Regions from separate parts of the Sus scrofa genome. Here regions 2 and 3 are each linked to region 1. A link is a contact called in public Hi-C and HiChIP or PLAC-seq data. All regions are on one chromosome and are shown on one strand. Each heading gives the region's core, a stretch centred on a gene start, on an enhancer-like site or on the middle of the called end of the contact. The rest is flanking DNA. Distances are from core to core; before and after follow the strand shown.

The links. A called contact is a pair of places that touch in the nucleus more often than the background predicts. HiChIP or PLAC-seq counts read pairs in DNA pulled down with a chosen protein or histone mark.
Region 2: an H3K27ac HiChIP or PLAC-seq map of alveolar macrophages shows a contact between it and region 1. The contact joins the promoter of LAMB1 here to the promoter of CBLL1 in region 1. A contact is called at or near these places in 1 of 47 Hi-C or Micro-C datasets (heart right ventricle) and 1 of 2 datasets of contacts at active chromatin or transcription factors (alveolar macrophages).
Region 3: a contact with region 1 is called in a Hi-C map of retroperitoneal adipose tissue, with 1.8 times the contacts expected there. The contact joins the enhancer-like site here to the promoter of CBLL1 in region 1. A contact is called at or near these places in 16 of 47 Hi-C or Micro-C datasets (alveolar macrophages, embryonic fibroblasts, epiblast stem cells and 8 more) and 1 of 2 datasets of contacts at active chromatin or transcription factors (alveolar macrophages).

The regions. Positions count from the first base shown.
Region 1 is chr9:107,454,943-107,457,648 of Sscrofa11.1, reverse strand. CBLL1 (E3 ubiquitin-protein ligase Hakai) reads right to left here and starts at 1,388. Exons shown (of 6, transcript XM_003357515.4): 1 at 1,015-1,388. The coding sequence starts at 1,027.
Region 2 is chr9:107,745,960-107,748,693 of Sscrofa11.1, reverse strand. It overlaps LAMB1 (laminin subunit beta-1), which reads left to right and starts at 1,452. Exons shown (of 35, transcript XM_003130269.5): 1 at 1,452-1,606; 2 at 1,741-1,863. The coding sequence starts at 1,827.
Region 3 is chr9:106,997,286-106,999,985 of Sscrofa11.1, reverse strand. All of the region lies in intron 21 of COG5 (conserved oligomeric Golgi complex subunit 5), which reads left to right. Among named protein-coding and RNA genes, the nearest start is that of HBP1, 33 kb to the right of the region's middle. Within about 2 kb of position 1,310, at least 17 of the 83 cell types and tissues checked have an H3K27ac peak or open chromatin away from gene starts, as enhancers often do. A contact at or near this core is called in retroperitoneal adipose tissue, where this site is marked.

The DNA of each region.
Region 1 (2,706 bases), core at 139-2,638:
CTTTACCATGGCACCCATTTATTTTCTTTAAAGCAATCATAATCTGTAAATATTTAAGTTTTGGGTTTTTTTTTTTAAAACTTATTATGTCTTTCCCAACAGTACCTAACCTCAAAAAGAACATAGACTCAGTGTATCTTGTTTACCATTCCATCTTCAGGCCTTGAAGAGTGTGTGTAAGATACACGTACAAAATTAAGTAGGTAGCTGATGACAGAGGACATCCCGACTAATAGTTAATACTGGAAAAAGCCTTCTCTAAGCCTAGATATAACCATACGGAGCAGTGTCTAACTCCAAAGGTACTCATTCAATATCCAAAAAACACAAGGAAGCAAAAGCCAAAAGACACACAACAAAGAGTGGAGCCATTCTTACTTGGAGAAAAGGATGAGAGTATCTTGATTTTAAGCTCAAGATTGATGGTTAAGGACCACAGCCGAAGAGCGGGGCACGCTTTTGGCTTAAGCAGAAAAGCTGCTCCCGGTATGATTCCGAAAACCATATCCGACTCCCTTCTCCCACCTCTAGTCCATGAAAGACCAAGCGGTGACCACCGCAGCACCCGCCCAAAGCTGACTGAGACAGCAGGAAGTCTCCAATCCACTCTCGCGCAACGACTCCCAGTTCAATGAGGCTTCCCCGACTCCGAGATTGGAATCTACCCGCCAGTCCCCATAACGTAGGGCACGGCACCCAGAATGAGGAAAAAAAGAGCCGGCGCTCTCTCCTCCCCGCGTGGCCTGCGCCGCCCGCTGTCCCAGCTCGGAGCTTAGCAGAAACAGAAAAGGAACGGCTGTTGCCGGCACTGAGGCTGTAGGTACCACACCGGAGGGTAGGCCGGGAAGTAGCAGGCCCTGGCCGGACACGGAAAAGGGTCTGTGAGATTTCTTTTTCCCCGCGACACCTCAGTGCTGTGGGGCGAGCGTAACCCCTCTATGCCGGCTGGGCGACCAGTCCCAGGCCGGCCAAGGGGGCATGGAACCGGGACCCCCACTGCCTCCGCCTCCTTACCAGTGTGATCCATGATTCGGCTCGCGGGGCACAGTGGGAGCGGAAGTCAACGGCGCCGGAGTCGCAGGGAGCGCGTGCGCGCTACCTTCCGGAGCCCGAGAGGCGGAAGTGCGACCAGCTCGCCCAGGCTGGGGCCCTTAAAGACGTCTTCCTCTCTCCTTGGCTAGCCGACTCCGGTGAGAGAGTCAGGCATAGTTCAGGCAGAGCGAGAGAGAAAGAGCGAGTACGCGAAAGGCTACACTGTCGAGACTGCTAAAGCTTCCTCTCATGTGCTTCAAGAGGGAGTAGCCTTTAACTGTGGAATGGAGACCGACCGGAACCTAGGAGGAGGGGAGCAGCAGTAGCCACAGAACTAAGCTCGCGGCAGGTAAAGCGGCCGCCCGCTCCGCAGAGCTTTGCCTTCTGGGATATGTAGTGCGCCGCGACACTGGAGCCGGCCGGGCCCACTGCGCAGGCTCGGCCGTTAGGCTGGCCCCACCCCGGCGGGCGGAGTAACGGTTTGGAATCCCCCTGAGTCCGCGAGCGGAGGTCTCCTCCCCCACGGCCAGGAAAACTGTAAACACGAGCTCTGCGCAAGGCGTTCTCCAGTGGGAGGATGCCCGGGGGAAGGTGGAGCTGTGTGAGGCTCTCAGCAAAGCAAGAAAGGCTCTATGCTTACTGTCTACATTTTGCTTTGTCGTGAAGAACTGCAGAGATCCACGCAGAGCTGACTTGAGTATCAGCCCTGATTCCCACCCATTTCTAACGCTTGATGAGCATTCATTTTCTAGGCAGAACGCTTGTGGGGCTAGGATCCCTCCGAACATCCCGCCTAAGGACTGGATGCAGGGCCAGCTGGAGGGCAGGTGCCATGCAGCCGCTTCTTGTTAGAGGAAAGCGGGGACTCAAGTGCATGGTGGAGCTGAGGGTGAGGAGAGCATGTTAGGGCTGGCCGTAGGGGAGAGGTGAAAGAGGAAAGGCTTAAATGAGGAAGAGATAGCAGCATGGGCAGTACCTAGTTCCAGTTCTTGGTCCCGGGGGTTCGTGGTTGCTGCCGCTTTCATCGTCCTCAGCTGAAACAAAAGGCAGGTGCCCAAGAGGGATTCCTGAGGGCCTTCAGTTGGGTCTCCACTTCCAGGCCCTGGCGCATCTGTGTTCACTCCCTTCTCCACCCTTTCACACTTGACGGTCTTGGATGAGTAGAAAGGAGTGCAATTAGTGGAAAACACAAGCTGGGAGTCCAGGGATTTGGGTTCTATTCTTGTTGTCTCTGGGTGACGACAGCATTACCTCGTGTTATTCAGGCTTTCAATGCCAGAGTTCCTAGATCAGAGATTATCGTATTGATCTTTTAGAGAAGTACTTTTGATCTCATGGAGACAGCAGTGAGTGATGGCTTGGAGCAAAATCTTTAATTCTCCGCTCAGGAATTGAACCTGGGCAGCCTGGATGAAAACCGGGAATCCCAGCCACTAGACTAGCAGAGGCTGAAAGCAGAATTGCCCTGATTCTTGCTCCTTGTTGAAAGCAGAGATTTTAAAGGTATAAAGTTTATTGTTGGAAACAGTACAACATGTGGGAGAGCACACAGAATTTTTTTTTTTTTTTTTTTTTTTTTAAGGCCACACTGGCAGCACATGGAAGTTCCCAGGCTGGGGTTGATTCAGAGCTATAGGTGCCAGACTACACCACAAACGCAGGATCCAAGCCTCA
Region 2 (2,734 bases), core at 203-2,702, 290 kb before region 1:
CCCGAGTTGCTGTGGCTCTGGCGTAGGCTGGCGGCTACAGCTCCAACAGACCCCCTAGCCTGGGAACCTCCATATGCTGTGGGTGCCGCCCTAGAAACGACAAAAGGACAAAAAATAAAAAAAATAAAAAATAAAAAAATAAAAAATTCTGAAGACCCTCCATCAAAATCTTGGACCCTCACAAGAGCATTCAGTGCTCAGGGCTGCTGAGCCACAGCCCCAAGGAGCCTGAGCATTGGACGGAGGCAAAAATCTCCCCAGGTTGCAGCAGGGCAAGTGCTGATTAGGTGAATAATTAATATATCACCAAGACCTGAGGCTGCGGCCTCCCTCAGTGGAAACGATGAGATAAACTCAAAAAGCAGCTTACTCTATGGTCTAATGATTAAACTTCCTGGGCCCTATCTCATTACAGCTAAGTTAAATGCCTACCAACTGGCCACTTAAACCCTTCCCCCCGGGATGATTAATTAGAGAACAAAATCTCCTGACTGGATTAACAACTAACTATTCTCCCTTCTCAGAGGTGGGGGTTGGGGGGGGTACTTTTGTCCAGAGGACAAAATAGAGCTCAAGGTCTGATTCCATCCATTGCTAAGGCAGCAGAAGTGGGCTAATTCGCAGGAAGGGGGAATCACACCACCAGCCTTTCTTCCCTCTCCATCCCCCAGGAGCTGGGTCAGAGCGTATTTACCCCTTATTTAACTAGACAGATCAACCACATTGCTGCTGGAGACCCGTCCTTAGCGGACCCATCACCCACCTCACCATCTGTACACCGCGGAGTTCCTCTGGAGGATTTGCTAGACTGTGCTTCGTGGAGGAGTACATCTCACTAGAGACCTCCAGGTGAGCGGCTGAGCCCACCCTTTCATGGTGAGATGAGAAAAAGCATCACTACCAACAGTATCATTCGAGAAATTACCTGAATTGAAGCCATCTATCTGGATTGGGGTAAAAAGTAGATGGGTAATTCAATGCGGTGGCCACCTGGGTGGCAGGAGCTCCAGGCTCGTCCTAAGTTGGTGCGTAGCCGAGAGCACTTCCTTCGAATGAAGACATCAGATGTCGAGCTCAGCCTCAGCGATACCAGGCGTTTCGGGCTTCGCTTCTCAGGAACAAACCAGACAACCGGCTTTCTAAAGGGTTAACTGGCCTTGCCCGAGCGCTCAGAGAGAGTTTACAGCATTGGGCACCTTTACGTGACTCACTCCTTACAAATGTAAATGCACGAGCTCGCGGTAGGTCCGGACCAGCCCCCTCGCCCGTGAGCAGACACCTACCTCCCGGACCAGCCCGGACGCCTCCCGCCCCCAGCGCACTGCTCGGGACGCTCACCCGGAGGCAGCCTGCGCTGGGAATGGGAAGAGCCACAACCCCATCGCGTCCGCAGATGCAGCCTTAAAACAAAAGAGGTACGGGGGAGGGTGGGATCTGGACCTCACCCACTCCCCGCCAAGTAGGGGGCACCCGCCCCCTCCGCCCGGCTCCCGGTGTGCGCATGAGCAAAAGGCGCCTCCCTAGGTTCCTCCCAGGGCGAAACTTTCTAATTCCCTTCTTTGGGCTCCGGGGCTGCCAGGCGCCGGGAGAGCGCTCGTCCTGCCGGGTGAGCAGAACAAAGTGGCGGCTCGATTTTTCTCTTCCCACTCTCCCACCCCCTGCTTCCGTGGGAGCGGCAGGAAATGCGAGGGCCGCTCTCCTCTCTCTGAACATTTGCCTTTTTTCTCTCCACATCTCCAGAAAGGAAGACGGGGAAAAAGAGCCGGCGGCTCGGCGGCGGTGTCCTCCCCTCCTCTGCCGTGTCCCCTCGGTTGCAGGCACTGGACATGGGGCGGCTCCAGGTGTTCGCGCTGAGTTTCCTAGGTAATTCCGAGGAAGAGGTGGGGAGGGGGTGGTGGGCTTAGACGTGGAAGAAGAAAAACCAAGCGGTTGGACCCAGCTTCGTGGAAGCCGGGGGGATCAGGAGAGGGACTGGGTGGCAATTCTGCGCTGGAATTAAACAACAGCTCCCTCGGTGGTGGCCGAGGGCTGCGCGCGAGGATCTCGGGCGACCGACCGCTTCCCCAGGGGCTGTGCCCAGAGCTCCCGGTGCTCCCGCGGTCACTGATCTGTGCTTTGCACCTCTGGCCCTTTCTCGGTGGGTCTCTCCATTGCTGGGATCGTTCTCCATGGTGCGGAGGGCTCTCCAGGAGCCCATTTCCCGGAAAAGTGCCCAAGCTGAGCACAGACTAAGTAAGTCCTGGGAACAGATTGGGGCCATGTGGCTTTAATTAACCATCGCCGTTTGCCCCCGGATGGCGCCAGAAACAGCTGGACGGGGAGCTTCCCTGGAATGACGAATTGTTGAAGCCGATCCAAAGCCGCAGGGACTGTCCACTCATCCCTCGAGAAAGTGGCGTCACCGGCGAGCCCCAGCATCTCTCTTCCCCCGGCGAAGTGCCTGCAACCTCTGAGCGTGCACACACACACTAGCCCCTCCACTCATAAATTTCTGTGTGCGCAATTGCGCAGACACCGAGGATGCACAGGCTGCCAACCGCGTGCAGGCGTGTGGTGTTTGGCCATCTGCCTCCCTGAGCCCAGGTGCAGGCACCTCCAAGTGGCCGGTCTGCCCCTCCACCTTGTGTGGCTGATGCTGCTTCCCGGGACAGATCAGGGTGGGCGCGAGTGTGGGTGGGTTTCCAGGGACCAGTGCTGTCCACTGCTGGGCAAACCTGATGTTCGTTTGTTCTGT
Region 3 (2,700 bases), core at 61-2,560, 460 kb after region 1:
CCCCCCAGGGAACCTGTCCTGAAAGGCTTTGGGGGTGGCTAAGCGGCTGCGTGGGGCTGACGGGGGCGTGAATGTCTGGGTTTGCCAGAGTCCCACAGATGCGCTCAGCTGCAGCCCACTTGGTAATGGATGAGGACTCAGGATTCAGTTACTTGAACGGGGTTCATTTCTGTTCTTAACAAGTTGGAATGAGTTCATCTGCAGCAGTTGTCCTGCTGTGGGCCTATCACAAATCTCTTTTCTTTTGCTTCTCTTTAAAAATGTCTTCTGAGTGATTTGATCAGCCGTGCTGTTGCTAAGCCTGTATTTAGCAACCGAAAAGCTTAGAAATACTCCCAGGCTTTTTGAATAAGGCCCGCCCTTCACTCCACACAGGGCTGCTCTCAGAGCCTTCCTGGCCTGAGCAGCCACTTCAGCCCTCCTCCGGGGATTCCAGCACACGGGGCTCCCGCCACAGCCCCGGCTCTTGGCAAGGAGGGGAGCTTTGTCCTCGAGGGTCTTCTTTCTTATCTGTTACTGCAAAACTGACGTCATCCCTGCATACCGAAGCACCGCTGGATGACTTTCTTGCCCCTCTAGATAAACCCCGGGTGAGTATTGCCCTTTAAATGTCAGCAAGTCGATTTGGCTCTGGGGGCAGCCCTTGCCACACACGCCTCTGCTCCTCCCGGCTGGACATGTTGTCTTAAGTAGGGCAGGTCCTTGGGGGTGCAGCCACTGCTGTGGAACAAATGGCAAGTAATGGACTCTCCTCCGCCTTCCTCTCTGCTTCCTTTTGACACCAGGTATTTCTCTGGAGCTTGAATGGATACTCGTGAAGTTAATTTTTCAAAGCAGAGTGATCACTGATCCTGGGGCCAAGTGGGGTTGGTGGGGAAGGTGGTACCTCCTCCGCCCCACCAGGCGTGTTGGCCCAGGGCGGGAGCGGGGGCGGGGGCGGGCAGGGCAGCCGGGGCAGCACCTGTGGGTCTGCAGGGGTTGAACGTGTTCTCAGCAGACATGAAGACTGAGGTTTTGATGCCGAACTGCGGAAGAGGTAGGACTGACTCTTGATATTGGCAGTGGAGCAGCAACTCTTCTTACTGTGGCCTCCTCACCCTCTGCTTCTCCTGAGTCTGAGCAGAAGACCTTTATGGTGTCAAAACTTCTTAGACTTTATTTGCTTACTAGCGCTTTTCATCCAGACAGTTCTCAGACAGCTCTCAGTCTGTGCATTCTCGGACCCCTTGCCCCGTCCAGGGCCCACAAGCTGGGCACCGTTCCCTTGGCTCCTCGGTGCTTCTGTGGAACCACACGGTCCCTGCTGATGGAGGGTAAGGTGTGGTCTCTCCTCGTGGTGTTCCCCTGGCACAAGACACCTACCGGTTCTGGGAACTGGGTCCCTGAGATGGGACCAAGGGGAGGGTGGAGCCAGGAAAGACCTATGAAGGCACCTGGCAGTGGTTGAGGCATTTATGTATTTCAGTACCAAGCACACTGATATTTTAATACCTGACAAAAATCATTTTGTGTTCCATAAAAACCTCCCCTTGGTTACTTAATATCACATTGGGCAGTGTTACTGTGTTACCACAAGCCCTTCCTCTACAAATTGTTTGCATAATTCCTGTACTAATTTTTTTGTCAATAAGGGTAACTTTAATAATCTTCCTATTTTGGATACAAATCAGAGTTGAGACTCTTATATAATGCTTGGCCTGACTTCCAAGAAAGCTTATGTTTTGCTCAAGCAAATGGAGTAATATGATAATTGCTTAAACATCTTGCTCTAATTTTACATGGGATGATGGCAGCTTTAATTTTTTTTCTCTTCATAGTTCTGATGGTGTTTTTGATGAATAAACACTAACCAAACTTATTTCTCAACTTTCTTCCACATACTGTGTAGTTTATGTAATGTCTTTCCCTTTTAAAGCAGATGAAAGTAAGTGGATTTTTATCCACTTATTAGATAACATGAGTCTAAGCCATTCACTGCAGAATGATTACAGTGTCTGTGAATCTCAGTGCACTCATTTCTTAGACTGATGCATATACACCATCGTCTCAAAGACAGCCGAGGCCCTGGGGATTTCGCTGCTGTGTCTGAATCTCCAGGGCTTACATGTTGGGAGGGGGGCGATTGTGCAGCAATTCAAATAGTGTTCCTGAAAGAAGCAAGTTTTTTCATCGAGGAACATTTAGTTTAAGCTCAGCTCTGACATGAACTAAGGCATCTCAAAGACTTTGTTCTCTAAGGACATTCAGTTCCACTTTGCATGCCTGTACTTTTGAGGATCCCTACACTCAGGTTTCTCTTCTGTTTATTTTCTTCTGTGAGTTTGTCTTTACTCTTTGGGGGGGAAGGGCGGGGGGGGGGTCCTTTTAGGGCTAAACCCGCAGCTGATGAAGTTCCCAGGCTAGGAGTCGAATCAGAGCCATAGCTGCCAGCCTACACCACAGCCACAGCAATGCCAGATCCGAGCCGCATCTGCGAACTATACCAGTGGGCAACACTGGATCCCCAACCCACTGAGCGAGGCCAGGGATCGAACCCGCATCCTCATGGTCACCAGTTGGGTTTGTTAGTGCTGAGCCACACGGGAACTCCTGTCTTTACTTCTCATTACAGTTCTATCTTCCTGTACTTGTAATTCATTTTCTAAATTCATTCACCCTGCATTTGTCAGGCACTAAGTTCTGGAGCTACATAAGTGAACC